Linked DNA regions of Callithrix jacchus: region 1 is linked to region 2. A link is a contact called in public Hi-C data. All regions are on one chromosome and are shown on one strand. The core of a region is the stretch at or near the end of the contact, and the rest is flanking DNA. Distances in the headings are between cores, read along the strand shown.

Evidence for each region. A called contact is a pair of places that touch in the nucleus more often than the background predicts.
Region 1: a contact with region 2 is called in a Hi-C map of induced pluripotent stem cells, with 4 times the contacts expected there. The contact joins two enhancer-like sites. A contact is called at or near these places in 3 of 3 Hi-C or Micro-C datasets (induced pluripotent stem cells and skeletal muscle).

The regions. Positions count from the first base shown.
Region 1 is chr8:103,828,298-103,835,608 of calJac240_pri, reverse strand. It overlaps LOC144577434 (a long non-coding RNA gene), which reads right to left. Exons shown (of 2, transcript XR_013521298.1): 1 at 4,165-7,311; 2 at 2,962-3,575. Among named protein-coding and RNA genes, the nearest start is that of ZFP36L1, 55 kb to the right of the region's middle. Within about 2 kb of position 5,153, at least 6 of the 16 cell types and tissues checked have an H3K27ac peak or open chromatin away from gene starts, as enhancers often do.
Region 2 is chr8:102,943,364-102,949,902 of calJac240_pri, reverse strand. The region is part of intron 6 of RAD51B (RAD51 paralog B); the gene reads right to left. It also overlaps the pseudogene LOC103795813. Among named protein-coding and RNA genes, the nearest start is that of RAD51B, 110 kb to the right of the region's middle. Within about 2 kb of position 3,867, at least 8 of the 16 cell types and tissues checked have an H3K27ac peak or open chromatin away from gene starts, as enhancers often do.

The DNA of each region.
Region 1 (7,311 bases), core at 3,904-6,403, 880 kb before region 2:
GTCCCCCACCACCCCATCCCCTGCTTTTCTCCAGCCTCAGTCTTTCTGAGTCCACCCTGTCCCTAAACAGTGGAGTGACAGCCTGCTGGCTGCTTTCCACTGTACCTGTGGGGCCCTGGGAAAGTCTGGATCTGCAGTGGCTCAGGTGCCCGAGTGCTTCTGGGAGCTCTGGGCCACGGCTATTGGCCTCCCGAGTCTCCCAGCTCTCCAGAGGCCTGTGGGCCTATTTGACTTCCCCTGGCTACTACCTGTAGAGGTCAGGATAGAATGAAGCAGGCTCCCTCCACCGTGGTAGGGCCCCAGTCCTGACCATGTGTGCCCCAGGCACTAAAGCATGGCGGGAGCGGGGGGGTGTCTCTGAACTTTTTGTCCACCCAGCTATGGCCTGTGCTTGGGCTTTCCCATCAGTTTTGTCCTATCTAGCGTTTTCCTTTATTTTATTTTGTTTGTGTTTTGTTTTGAGACAGGGTCTCACTCTGTTGCCTAGGCTAGAATGCAGTGATGATCACAGCTCACTGCAGCCTTGACCTCTTGGGCTCAAAAGAGCATCTTGTCTCAGTAGCTGGGACTATAGATGCAAGCCACCACTACAAAAAAATGTCTGTAGAGATGGGGATCTTCGTATGTTTCCCAGGCTGGTCTCAAACTCCTGGCCTCAAGTGGCCCTCCTACCTCAGCTTCCCAAAGTGCTGGGATTATAGGCATGAGCCACCATGCCCGGCTCTATTTTCCTTTAATATACAACACATGAATGTACTTACTTTTTGCCACACTTTTAAAGTAAGGCTGATGGCTATGAATCAGAAATTTGTTTCCAAAAATTTGTTGTTGCTGTCGTTTTGAGATATCCTGGCTAAATGGTTGATAGTTGTGGGTTGCTTTTTTTTTTTTTTTCCTGTATGTAAGTTATATTTACATTTTAGATTGGGTGCAGTGGCTCATGCCTGCAATCTCAGCACTTTGGGAGGCTGAAGTAAGAGGACTGCTTGAAGCCAGGAGTTTGAGACTAGTCCGGCCAACGTAGTGAGACCTTACCTCTACCAAAAATAAAAATCAGCCTGGCGTGTGGCAGCACCTGCAGCCCCAGCTACTTGGGAGGCTGAGGTGAGAGGATCCCTGGAGCCCAGGAGGTCAAGACTACAGTGAGCCATAACTACACACTGCACTCCAGCCTGAGTTACAAAGTGAGACCCTGTCTCTAAAAAATAAAAAGTTTAAAGAGTTATATTTGCATTTCAAAACCTATTGATCCATTCAAGGACTCCCAGTTTATTCTGAAACCCTGACTGTGCCATCTGGACGACTAGAAAAGTGGTTTTCTTTGGCAAATGTACCATAGCCCTTCTTTTCTCCCTGCTAATGGAAGAGGATGGGTTTTGGAATCAGACCTGATTTTCAGCTCTGGCTTTGGCACTAACTCTCCGGGAGACAGTCGATAAGCAAGTGTCCTAGCCTCAGTTTTCTATAGGTAAAAGGGAGAAAGTACCTGTCTCATTGTGAGCATGAAGTGAAATAATATGTATAAAGTGCCTAGTAGCATGCTTTGAGCTTAGCAGGTATTGTATTTAATAAATGTGACACAGGCCAGGTGTGGTGGCTCTCACCTGTAATCCCAGCACTTTGGGATGCCGAGGCAGGTGGATCACCTGAGGTCAGGAGTTCGAGACCAGCCTGGCCAACATGACGAAACCCTGTCTCTACTAAAAATATAAAAATTAGCTGGTCGTGGTGGTGGGTGTCTGTAATCCCAGCTACTCGGGATGCCGAGGCAGGAGAGTTGCTTGAGCCCAAGAGAAGGAGGTTGTAGTGAGCTGAAATTGTGCCACTGCACTCCAGCCTGGGTGACAGAGTGAGAATCTGTCTCAAAAAATATAAGTAAATAAATATGACTACAGAGACTGCTGCTTCTATGACTCCAAGAATGTCGCCTCCATTGCATGAGTATTGGCTGTACCTCTTATACCTGAGGTACGGGAGTTTGAGACCAGCTTGGCCCACAATCCATCTAACTGGTAATGACCTTTATGGAGACGGCATTGGCAACCTGCTTCCGGAGCATTGAGATATGTCTGTCCTTTGGTATTAAAGATAGTCCAGCTCCAGAAGCAACTCCAGGAAAGCTGTTAGAGATGTGCACAAAGACATGTTTAGGGGTGTCTGTAGCACTATTTATAAAGTAAATCTCAGGAAGCAACTAACAAGAGAGATTGGTTAAATAAATTAGAAAATGACGATAGGATGTACTATCATGTTCTTGAATAATATTTTAAGGACATGGGAAAGTTTGCATGATATGGGAATTGATGGGAAAAAAGAGAATACACAATTATTTGTAGTGGGTTAATAACACTGTAAACCAGAAAACTTTGTACACATAGGAATTGGCTGAAAATACACCAACATGTTAGCAGTTGCTGTAACTGGGTGAGGTTACAGGGGATTGTTGTTTTCTTCTTTTTAATGTTTTTCTCTATTTTAAAACTTCCATAACAAACAGCTATTATTTTATCAGCAGTAAAAAAAAAAACACCACTGTGTGTGTGTTTATTCCAGGTCTTATCATCATGGAAGAAATGTTTTCTTTAAATTCTATTTATAAGGAGGTAAGTTCCTTGTGTATAAAGCCTATGCCTTTTGGTGAAGAAAAAAATTCCTCGTTTCCTCAAGTTGTTAAAATATTAAAGGCATTTTTTATTCTATTTAAATTCCTGGGTCAATTGCTGCTGTGGAAACTATTGTAATGGATAATCTATAAAAGGATAAATGCAACTATTAAAAATTACTGAATGTACATGCTATGGTAAAAAAATATATATTGTACAGTGTATGTAATAAACCTCTCCCCTCCCCAAGAAATAATCACTATTAAGTTTCTCACATATTCTTCCAGAAGGTTACCATGCACACACCAACCTATATGTGTATTTTTATTTAGTTTTATAGAAGAGAATAAGTTATATCTTTTATAGTCTTTAAAAAACATTTTATTAATGTATAATTCACATACGATACAATTCCCTCATTTAAAGAGTACAGTTCAGTGACTTTTGTTTTTCTCTTTATGTGTGTGTGAGATGGTCACAGAGGAGGTCTCACTCTGTTGCCCAGGCTCAAATGTAGTGGCATGACCTCAGCTCACTGCAGCCTCAACCTCCCAAGTTCAAGCAATCCTCTCACCTCAGCCTCCCTAGTAGCTGGGACTACAGCCATGCGCCACCATGCCTGGCCAATTTTTATATTTTTTGTAGAGATGAGTTTCACCATGTTTCCCAGGCTGGTCTCAAACTCTTGAGCTTAAGCAATATGCCTGCCTCGGCCTACCAAAGTGCTGGGATTACAGGCGTGAGCCACTGTGCCCAGTTTAGCTCAGTGATTTTTAAGGTAAATTTATAGAGTTGTACAACCATCACCACGGTCCAGACACTCACCATGGTGCTTTCTCACCATGTTGCTTCAACATTGCTTCTTGAAGATGGCTCTGCATAAGTGGGTATGGATCTCTCTCATTGTTTTCAGTGGTATGCCGGGTTTTCCATCACATGGATGGACCATCGTTTATATGGATATATCTATATCTATCCAAAAGAAAGGAAATCAGTAAATTGAAGAGATATTTGCACTCCTGTTTATTGCAGCACTATTCATGATGGCCAAGATATGGAATCAATGTAAGTGCCATCAATGGATGAATAAAGAAAGAAAATGTGACATATATACACAATGAAATATTATTCAGCTATAAAAAAATGATAAAAATCCTATCATTTGCAGCAACATGGATGGAATGGAGATCAACATATTACGTGAAATAAGCCAGGCACCGAAAGACAAATGCCACATAATTTCACTCATGTGGAAGCTAAAAACAAAAGTGGATCTCATGGAGCTAGAGTGGAGAATGACAGTTAACAGAAGCTGGGAAGGGGGGCTGGGGAAGATGAGAGAGGCTGGCTAATGGGTACAAACATACAGCTACACAGAGGGAATATCTAGTAGTTGATAATACTGCAGGTGAATTATAATTAATAATAGCATTGCATATTTCAAAATAGCTAGAAGGCTTATAATGTTCCCAACATTATAAGATAAATGGTTGGGGTGATGTGTATTCTAATGGTCCTGATTTTCTCTTTACATGTTGTATACATGCAATAAAAATATCACCTGAGGCTGGGCGTGGGGCTCATGCCTGTGATCCCAGCACTCTGGGAGGCGGAAGTGGAAGGAGTGCTTGAGGCTGGGAGTTTGAGACCAGCTTGGGCCACAGAGGGAGATCCTGTCCCAAAAGAAGAGAGGTCGGGGAGGGGCGGAGGGGAGGAGAAAGAGAATAAAAAACGAATTAAATTAAAAACAAACACATATACCCCCAATATATGTACAGCTATGATGTATCAATAAGAAAATACTCCAACAATGAGAAAAACCAAAGCGAAATGTAGGACGGTACACTTGAATAGTGACCAGGGACTGTGCGTCCTGAGCCCGTGGTGTTCAGGTCTCCTCCTCTCTTGGAATTCCGCAGTTGGCCAGCAGGTGGCGCTTGTGCTCCCCATGGCCGCGATCCGTGAAACTGGATTTAATATAGTAACCCGATGTTGTTCTGAACATATAATTTTCAAACCTTCCAGTCCACCACAAGGAAAACCTCCGAGGATTTTCTTCTGGGAAGAGCAATTAGCCTAACCTCTTAGGAGGAGAAATTGCATCTCTGAGCTTGTCTGGGAAAGTAACATACCCTCCCAAGAGCCGTCTTGGGGAGGGCAGAGAGAAACCGCGGAGCAGCCTGTGGGAAGAGGAAGGGGTGCTGAAGAAGGAAGGGCTGGGAACTGCAGCATAGGGTTTGGGGCTTGGGGTGGGAAATATCCTAGGTCTGAGAACAGCCTGAGCCTGTGGGCTTCCGGGCTTAGGCTGGAGGGTAACAGAGAGACCGAATGGGTGCAAGATTACTTAGGTGTGCTGAAGACGCTCCGCCCAGCCCAGGCCAGGCTGGGAGACCCCCTTCCTCGCCTACCTACTGTGGCTAAATGCCAGGCACTGGTGACACAGCCGTGACAAGACGGGCCTGGTCCCTGACCTACCGAGCCTGCAGCTCGAGGGGGGAATAGCAGCGACCGGGATCTAACGGGGTGGTTGAGGTGTGTTTGGGGTGGGAGTTGGGCAGCTTTCAGGGGTCTCCTCCAAGTCAAGGGGGACAGGCCACTGCCCAGACTCCAGACGCCCTGGGATGGGGAGACTAGACTGGAAGGAGCCATCGGAGTAGGGATAAGGTGAACCAGGGCAGGGGGAGAGAGCAGCTGCTGGGGGTCATGGGGCAAGAGCAGGGAGTTCCAAGATGGGGGATGCCCTTAGCCTGTGGGAGAGGAGAGTGGCACCCTGTGCTGTGGTCACAGATAAGGCTAGGAGGGGTGTGTCCTATTTTGAAGAAGAGGCCTTGCTTCGGCAAAGGCTATAATTGGGAAGAGAGAGAGAGAGAAAGAAGGGAGATAGAAAGGGAAGAGATAAAGAGAATTATTTGGTCGATACCCTCAGGAAGTGTCCTCAGTGGAAAGTGAAAACATGCCAGTGTACAAGTACACACACACACACACACACACACACACAGTTACCATAAGGATGTCAGCAACTAGAGCAAAAGGAAGCATCCAGCTGGCTAAGCCTATCTGACCTTGAGCAAATACTTAACCTCCCTAAGGTTTCTTCATCTGTAAACTGGGAGCAATACTAGTATTGGCCTCAGAGGGCTGTTAAGAAGATGAAGCACAGTAATGCTTGTGAAGCACGCAGTGTGGTCCCTGGCAGCAGTAAGGCCTCACGAATCATTGTTATTGTTGTTACTCATCATGATCATTAATATCAGTTGTGATCTACTGGAAAAGGAGGGATAAGAAAAGGTGGGATATGGATGGGCACAGCCAAGACCAGTGCACGGGATGGGGAAAGTAATCCAAGCTGGAGAAGAAATAACTTGTGGGAACAGAGGTGAAGAGGTAGAAGGGCGAGATTCTAAGTCCTTGCTACTCAAAGTGTGGGCTGAAGACTTACCAGCAGCAGCAGCACCTGGGCACTTGTTAGAAGTACAGCATCTCAGCCCCCGACCCAGGTCTATCCACTCAGAATCTGCATCTTTTCAAGCTGTTCAGGTGATTTGTTTGCATGGGGGAGTTTAAGAAGCACAGCTCGCAGCCATCTCAGCCATAACTCCTGGGAGTAAACCATGCTGGTGCCACAGATGGAGCAGCAGAGAGAAGGCTAGAGAGGGATGGGAACCAGTTGGTACATATCCCTGACATAGTTCCATATGCAAGTTACTGCCCAGGATTCAATATTTATCACCATTTTTTTCCCTTTGAGGTAAAATATATACGAAGAAATATGTATATGAACTGTACCTCTGAGTTTTAGCAAGTGCACATCTACCAATGTAAACTTGGACTACAGTCAAGATATAAAGCCTAATCAGCCACCCAGAAAGTTTCCTCATACCTCTTCCTAATCGATCCCTGCTCCGGTCCCTAGATGCAGCAGTTGTTTTGACTTATTTTCCGCAACATAAATTACTTTGCCAGTTTTAGAACTCCGTATCCATGGAATCATATGATAGGTACTCTTGCACAACCCTTCATTTATGCAGCAGAATGCTTTTAGACACAGCTGTGTCACTGTGTGTATCAGTCATCTGGCCCTTTGTATTGCTGTGTGGTATTCTGTTGTATAGGTGCATCACAGTTTGCTCATCCACTTCGCTGTTTCTGATTTTTGGTTATTGCAAATTAGGCTGCTAGGAAAATTCCTGTCTTTTTGTGAACACACATTTACATTTCTCTTGGATAAATACCTAGAAGTGGGATTGTTAGGTCACAGGGTAGGTTGTGTTTAGTTTTATAAGAAACCACCAGCCCTATTAGAGTGGCTGTGCTACTTCATGCTTTTTCCAACTGTATTAATGAGCTCAAGCTGCCATAACAAAATACCACAGGCAGGATGGCTCAAACAACAGACATCTACTTTCTCACAGTTCTGGAGGCAGGAAGCCCCAGGTCAGGGTACCAGGCTGAGGGCTTCTTCCAGCCAAGAAGGTCGCTGCCATCTTGCTGTGTGCTTACATGACCTTTTTTTAGTGTATGAGTGCGGGGAGAGAGACAGAGAGAGAGAGAGAGAGAGAGAGAGAGAGAGAGAGAGAGAGAGAGAGAGAGAGAGAGGAGGGAGAGGAGAGAGAGGGAGAGAGAGTGACAGAAAGAAAGAGCGTGCTCTTCAGTGCCTTTTCTTATAAGGACATTAATTCTGTTGAATCAAGGCCCCCAGCTTTTATGA
Region 2 (6,539 bases), core at 2,618-5,117:
AAAAAATATTTTAATATAGCAATACATTCAAGGTAGATATGATTTTTTCTTTCTTTTTGGTGAAAGGGCTCCCTGGCTTATCCAACAATCACAATGCCTCAAATTCATCTTTGCATCTTCTTGACTCACTTAATCCAGCAGATTTCAAAAAATGTCTATTGGGTATCTAATAACTATAAAGTTCATAAGGGCAAGGTCCAGGTCACCTTTGGTTCCCTATGGTATGCCCAGTGATTAACTGCCTGACACACAGTAAGTGCTCAAAAAATACAACTTTAATATGTTGATCAAACTCTTGCAGCAACTACCAGTTCAACCACTAGGTATATGAGCTTGGCAAGTTACTAAGTATCTCTGAGATCGTTTATTTACCTAAAAAAGTGAATAATGATATTCATACAATTAGTACTAAGATTAAATAAGATCAAGTACACAAAGCACACTACTGTAGTATCAAAAACACTGCATTATTCTTTAATGTAAACCTATATTTTTAAGGCCTGTTAAAATATAGCTAAATTTTAAAATATGACACTATAGTCATATTGATATGGTTCAAATTAACTTTACAACCACATTCTTACAAAAAACAAAAACAATAAAGGGCCAAAAAAGCTAGGAGCAAAAATATTAAAATACAGAGACAAAGACAGCTAAAAAAACAAAAACCAAAAAAACCTCATAAATAAGGCAATGTTTTGAAAGAAAATAACTTCCTTATATATTTGTGGCTTAAAACACAACTAATATTTTCCAAGTGACAAAGCTGGCACAAACATAGCAATTGGGAGATTTAGTTTTCCTAAAATTATTTTTCAGCTCTGTCAAACAAAAAAAATCTTTACTTCTTAAAGGCACGTACTCTAAAATGAAATTGTCTTGGTGGTACAAAAGCGCCTATTAAAATGTGCTTTAGTTTTCTTCTGCCTCCACACCCCCTGCCTGCACTGTTTTCTTTAAAAACTAAGTCTATAGTGCCATCTACTGTGTCTGTTCAGATCACATCACTTTTGCTGGTTTTATCCAGCAAAAGAAACAAGAAATGCAGCAAATTTAGAATCTGTCACTTTATACAATGTACTTAGATGTAAATACCTACCTATATACACTATCTATACCTATATCTGTATCTCCACCCATATTTAGTATCTGAGCAACAATTTACCTGCTTTCTTTCCACTTTCTTCTTAAGTGGGCCCGAATTCATTATAACCCAAGTATCATAATAGGAACCAACATGTTTACCTCTATACATTAGAGGAAAGAGGTACAGTAATAATAACAAACCTTTATTGAGGGCTTACTGTAGGTCAAATAGTATTCTAAGTGCTTAAGCAAAATAAAGATTCCATAGATAAAGCTTCAAAACCATTTACTCCACTCACATCAGTGAAAATGACTGCTGTTTATTTATTTTGTGGTTGTTGTTTGTTTGTTTGTTTGAGACAGGAGTTTCACTGTTGTTACCCAGACTGGAGTGCAATGGCACAATCTTGGCTCACTGCAACCTCCGCCTTCTGGGTTCAAGCAATTCTCCTGCCTCAGCCTCCGGAGTAGCTGGGACTACAGGCGCGCACCACCATGCCCAGTTAATTTTTGTATTTTTAGTAGAGACGGGGTTTCACCTTGTTGACCAGGATGGTCTCAATCTCTTGACCTCGTGATCCACTCGCCTCGGCCTCCCAAAGTGCTGGGATTATACGCGTCTGAGCCACTGTGCCCAGACTGTTTATTTGTTTTACATGGATATACCACCATGCAAATAAAACCAAGCATCTTGAGGAAAAGAGCTGTAATTCACTGTTCTTTTAAAATAAATGGATGTCAACTCCACAGCCAGTGGTAAAAAATGATTTGATGGATGGATGGATGGATGGATGGATGGATGGATGGAAGGAAGGAATAATAGACAAATGGATGGATAAAGATGGCCAGCCCACGGCGCCTATGACAGTACCCATCATATTTTTTAACCCACAGGGTCTTTTTCATTACAAAGATGTACCTTTAGCCAGAAAACTCAACATATTAAGGAAATCTCCAGTTAATTCAAAACCTCCTTCTTCCTCCCTAAGTGTATATTTAGGGAGCACAAAGAAAAAAGTTTTAAAAGGTCACTTATAAACATGGTTTGTCTCCAATATAAGAAAATGTGTATTAGTACAAGCCTCATAACTTACATATCTAAATAAGTGATGTTTGTGAAATGTATCAACCAAGAACTAATCTAATACTACTAGTACACAAAAATTTTTTGCAATTTCTCATTGGTAATTTCCTTTAGAGTCTGTTTTGAAAGCAATAAAAGAAAATATGTTTTACTACTTTACATTTTATTTATTATATTTAATATATTTCAGTCTATTAGTTTGACTACCCATCTTACTCATCACACTCGGCTCTAAATGACAGTTGACTGTTTCAAAATTCAAAACAGCCTACAAAAGAAAGACCTGCCACCACAGAAAACTGACAAAAGAACTTACCAAGAAAGAAGTATGCATTAAATGGGTATATATCTTCTACGACCATTTTGAGAGAAACAACATTCATTTGGATACACTACTGCTGACATTTAAAAAGAAAGAAACTCGGGCATCATATTTTTAAGTCACTGAATTTTATAACTGCAACTATTCCCATATAGTTTTCATTTGTTATACATATCAATGTTCTCTGTCTTAAGTCTTCCTTTCATAAAACTGTAAAGACTCTGTAGTCTTCTTGGAAGACTTGGCAGGCTTTGAAACTTCAACGCATTGACGTTACTCCTGCTACTTCACATAAACCTTCACTTTAAGTTCAGTGTGTCTGCCACCATATTGCTCAATTCTTCTACTATTCCAAATGCTCTGAAGCAGCTTCCAAGAAATCCTTGTTTGGATCAGCAAAAACAATTTGATGTCATCAGCAGATTTCACCATTTCCTTCTGGAGTCATTAAAACACTAAACAAGCACGATCTTGGTATCAATCCTTGGGTTTCCTATCATTAACTTCTCTCCAGCTGAAGTCAAGCTATTCTCTCTACATTGTGATTTCCAAAATAGGACCAGGATGTGTTTATGTGCTAGAAGTGTACACATTGATGGATTTTTATAATGAAAGTTGCAGAATGCATTATGAAAGTAAAAGGGGGAAAATCCCAAAAGCCAGAGAAATCAGCAAAGAGAAGCAGCTCCTAGTTGAGTTGTCTCATCCAAGCATACTGCCTCGTATTTAACTGATTCTTAAACCTCGACAGGATTTTAACCTTTCCCCACCAATTACTTATTTCTGTTATAATTATACGAGAGACTTTATTAAACACATTTGAAAATTCTCTGTGAATTATAACCAGCAGGTCTAACTACTTTATTCACTTTTCCTCTCTTTACTACATTTAAAGAGAGAAAAGCAAAGAGTCCCTACCCAGAAAGTAAAAAAGCAAACAGTTTTCTACCCAAACTGGTCTGTACTCTGAACAAGAGAAATCACTCTTTCTTTTATTGAAGTGCAAATCTGTTTGAAGCGTTCATTCTGCTTTCCCAGCCTGCTCTCTGCAGCTGCATAAAAGATGAGACTTGGGAATAAAAGAAAACTAGGCTGGGGCCAAAAAGCAATACTGTCCATATGCAAACTCACTCAAAGAGCAGTAGTTTCTGTACATCCCTTCCCACTGCTTCCATTCTAGCAGACCCCTAGCCAAAAGGAGGAGTGACTGTGCTATATCTGTATGTCCAATCCTGTTCAAAACAACTTCTTATATGAAATCAGGGGAAGGATAAGTTTACTAAACCCCCAGTTCTGACAGAGAGCATGAGGCATTCTCAGGGTCAACTTTTAGCTCTAAGCTGGCTGGAATTAGGCAAGTTTAAGAGAGCAATAGGGAGAGTCTAACAGGTCTCTTACAATGCTTGTGACAGAGGCATAGCAGCAGGGAGTAGAAATCACTTTACCTATCTTACCCCATGCAAAATTAAGGCAAAATCTTCCTCCATGCCAAATCTGCAACAGACTTTCAGAATGTCTAGAAACCCATTAGCCTACATGCAAGGGTATCAGGTAACCTTATAATCCCAGCATTCTCCTCAGGCCAGCAGTGAACCACACACAATTGAAAAAGTTCACCACCTCAAAAAAGAACTCTGCTGGGATCAGAAGGGTATTCTCAAGGGTTTTGAATTAGATGTCATTATAACTCCATGTTATTTTTAATACCCTTCTTCGGATTTTGCTCCACACAGAATTCCCAAGTTACAGAAGGACCATGAACAATGTCCAGATGTATAAAATGCAAAAATACTTCCCTCCTACTTGTGGATTCCAAGATAAACACCACAAGAAGCACATGTGACTAAACTTAGAGCTCATTCCAAATTAAATACTGCATCATGTGCACAGTTTAGGGCTTAAAAAACAAAACCCCACAAATATTCTGCACGGTTCATAAGCCAGGCTTGGGCAAGCACATGACCACGTTATAAGAAGGAACCATGAATTGAAGAGTAGGGGTAAAGGGTGAGAAAAGTCTTAGTCAAAACCTTTCCCAGAAAATTGGTGCTGTTTTCAGTGAACATTTGTATAATGTGGGACACAGATGAAAGAGGAAACTATTTTTCTGTGCTTTTTTTTTTCCCTACTGACATCCTTATTTCTAAAACTGTCCACCAAATTGGGAAACTCTGCAAAGATTTCAAAATTCCGAGCCAAAGCCAAGCACAAACATCATTAAATACAGATACAAACACACACACTGAGGTAATGAGAACTTATATCTCTGACTGAGCAGACCAGACAGAATCTTCTGATATATAAGCTGAGTTCTGGACAGAGTACATGGAACCTTATGGGACAGACCAGGAGAGTCAGGCAATGTGAAAAGACCTCTCCACTAGTGTTACTGTGTTTCGAAAAAAAAGTAAAAAATAGATGGATAAAGTAAAAAGACAGCTAAGAGATAGTATAGCTAACCGGGTAAGTTCAGTTTTTCTCCCACAACTTAACCTAAGCAAAAGCTTTCAAGAAATTCAGACTGGGAAATGTTTAGTTACGGAAATATCTTTTTAAAAAAAAAACTACATAACATTTGACAGATGCACATATATGTAAAATATATGTAATGTTTGACAGATGTAACACTTGACAGATGCATATATATTTTACATATATATATTTTACTACATTTAAATAGAGAAAAGCTTTGTCAAATGTTACATAGTTTTATATATATAACTTTTGTTTTATGTTAGTTATATACATAAAACTATTGTTTTATATATATAGTTACATAGTTTTATATATATAACTTTTGTTTCATATATGTATAATGTGGGTTATGAAGCATAATTAAAGAATATATACCTAATGAACCCAGCACTGAATTTATGAATTAGAATATTTCCAATCTCCTATGGACTAAATGTTTGTGTCCTCCCAAAATTAATGTATTAAAACCCTAATCCCCAATGTAATGGTATTTAGACATAGGGCCTTTAGGTAGGTCATTAAGGTTAGATTAAATCTTGAAGTTGGAGTCTCTATGATGGGAACAGCCATGTGAGGACATAACCAGGAAGAGGCCACCCAACCGTGCTTCCACCCTGATCTCAGACTTCCAGCCTTCAGAACTGTGAGAAATAAATGTTGGTTATTTGAGCTACCTAATCTATATGGTAATTTGCTATAGCAGCCCAAGCTAACTAAAACACAATCCCAGCGAAGCTGCACATGGGCCTCTACCAAAAACCATCTTCCTGCCTCCATGCAATGATCATCACTATTCTGAATTGTGCATTTTTTTCATTCTTGTCTTTTTTTTTAAATAAAGTTCTTACCCTAACTGTTGGAGTTTTCTTTCTTTAAAGGAATTAGGTATTTCACTTACTACTGTCAATTTTATATACACTATCTAGCTTTGCAAGAATCTATATAAAAGCATGCACAATTTGGCTTCCTCCTTTTTAAGGCTAACATCCTAGAGTAAGATGACATATAATATATATTGGGTACATACATGTATTTAAAATGAATTTGGTATTCCCTTTTTTGCTCCTGTTTGTGTGTGTTTCCACATTAGAGGAGGGAAAATAGTAAAGCCTTTATCTAATATATCAGAAAAAAGTATCCACCTGTATGTCTGTCTTCCTCCCATTTTAAGTAATTCAAGATATGAAATTATCTCTTACTTGCTCTAATTTCCTAGTACCTAACAAAGTGCTAAATGTCAAATAATTATTTTTCAATTAATCTCTCAAATTAAAGCCCAGATGCACACAGTCAGAGCTGGTCAACAACAACAAATATTGTTCTTTTGATCAGTGTTTTTCTTACATAACAGATCTCTTCATTTCTCAAGCCTAAGTTTACCAATTATCTTCCTAGATGGCAAATCATATAAGTCACTAAAATCACTTCCTCACCCACTAAATAAAAATCTTAGGTGGCAATGAAATTGTCAAGTGAGACCATTTTCTCGAGAGTCATACAGTGCTAAGGAGTCCATCTGGGCAAGCACACTATCACACACACAAGTTTAATTTAATAGTATTTGAGCTATTC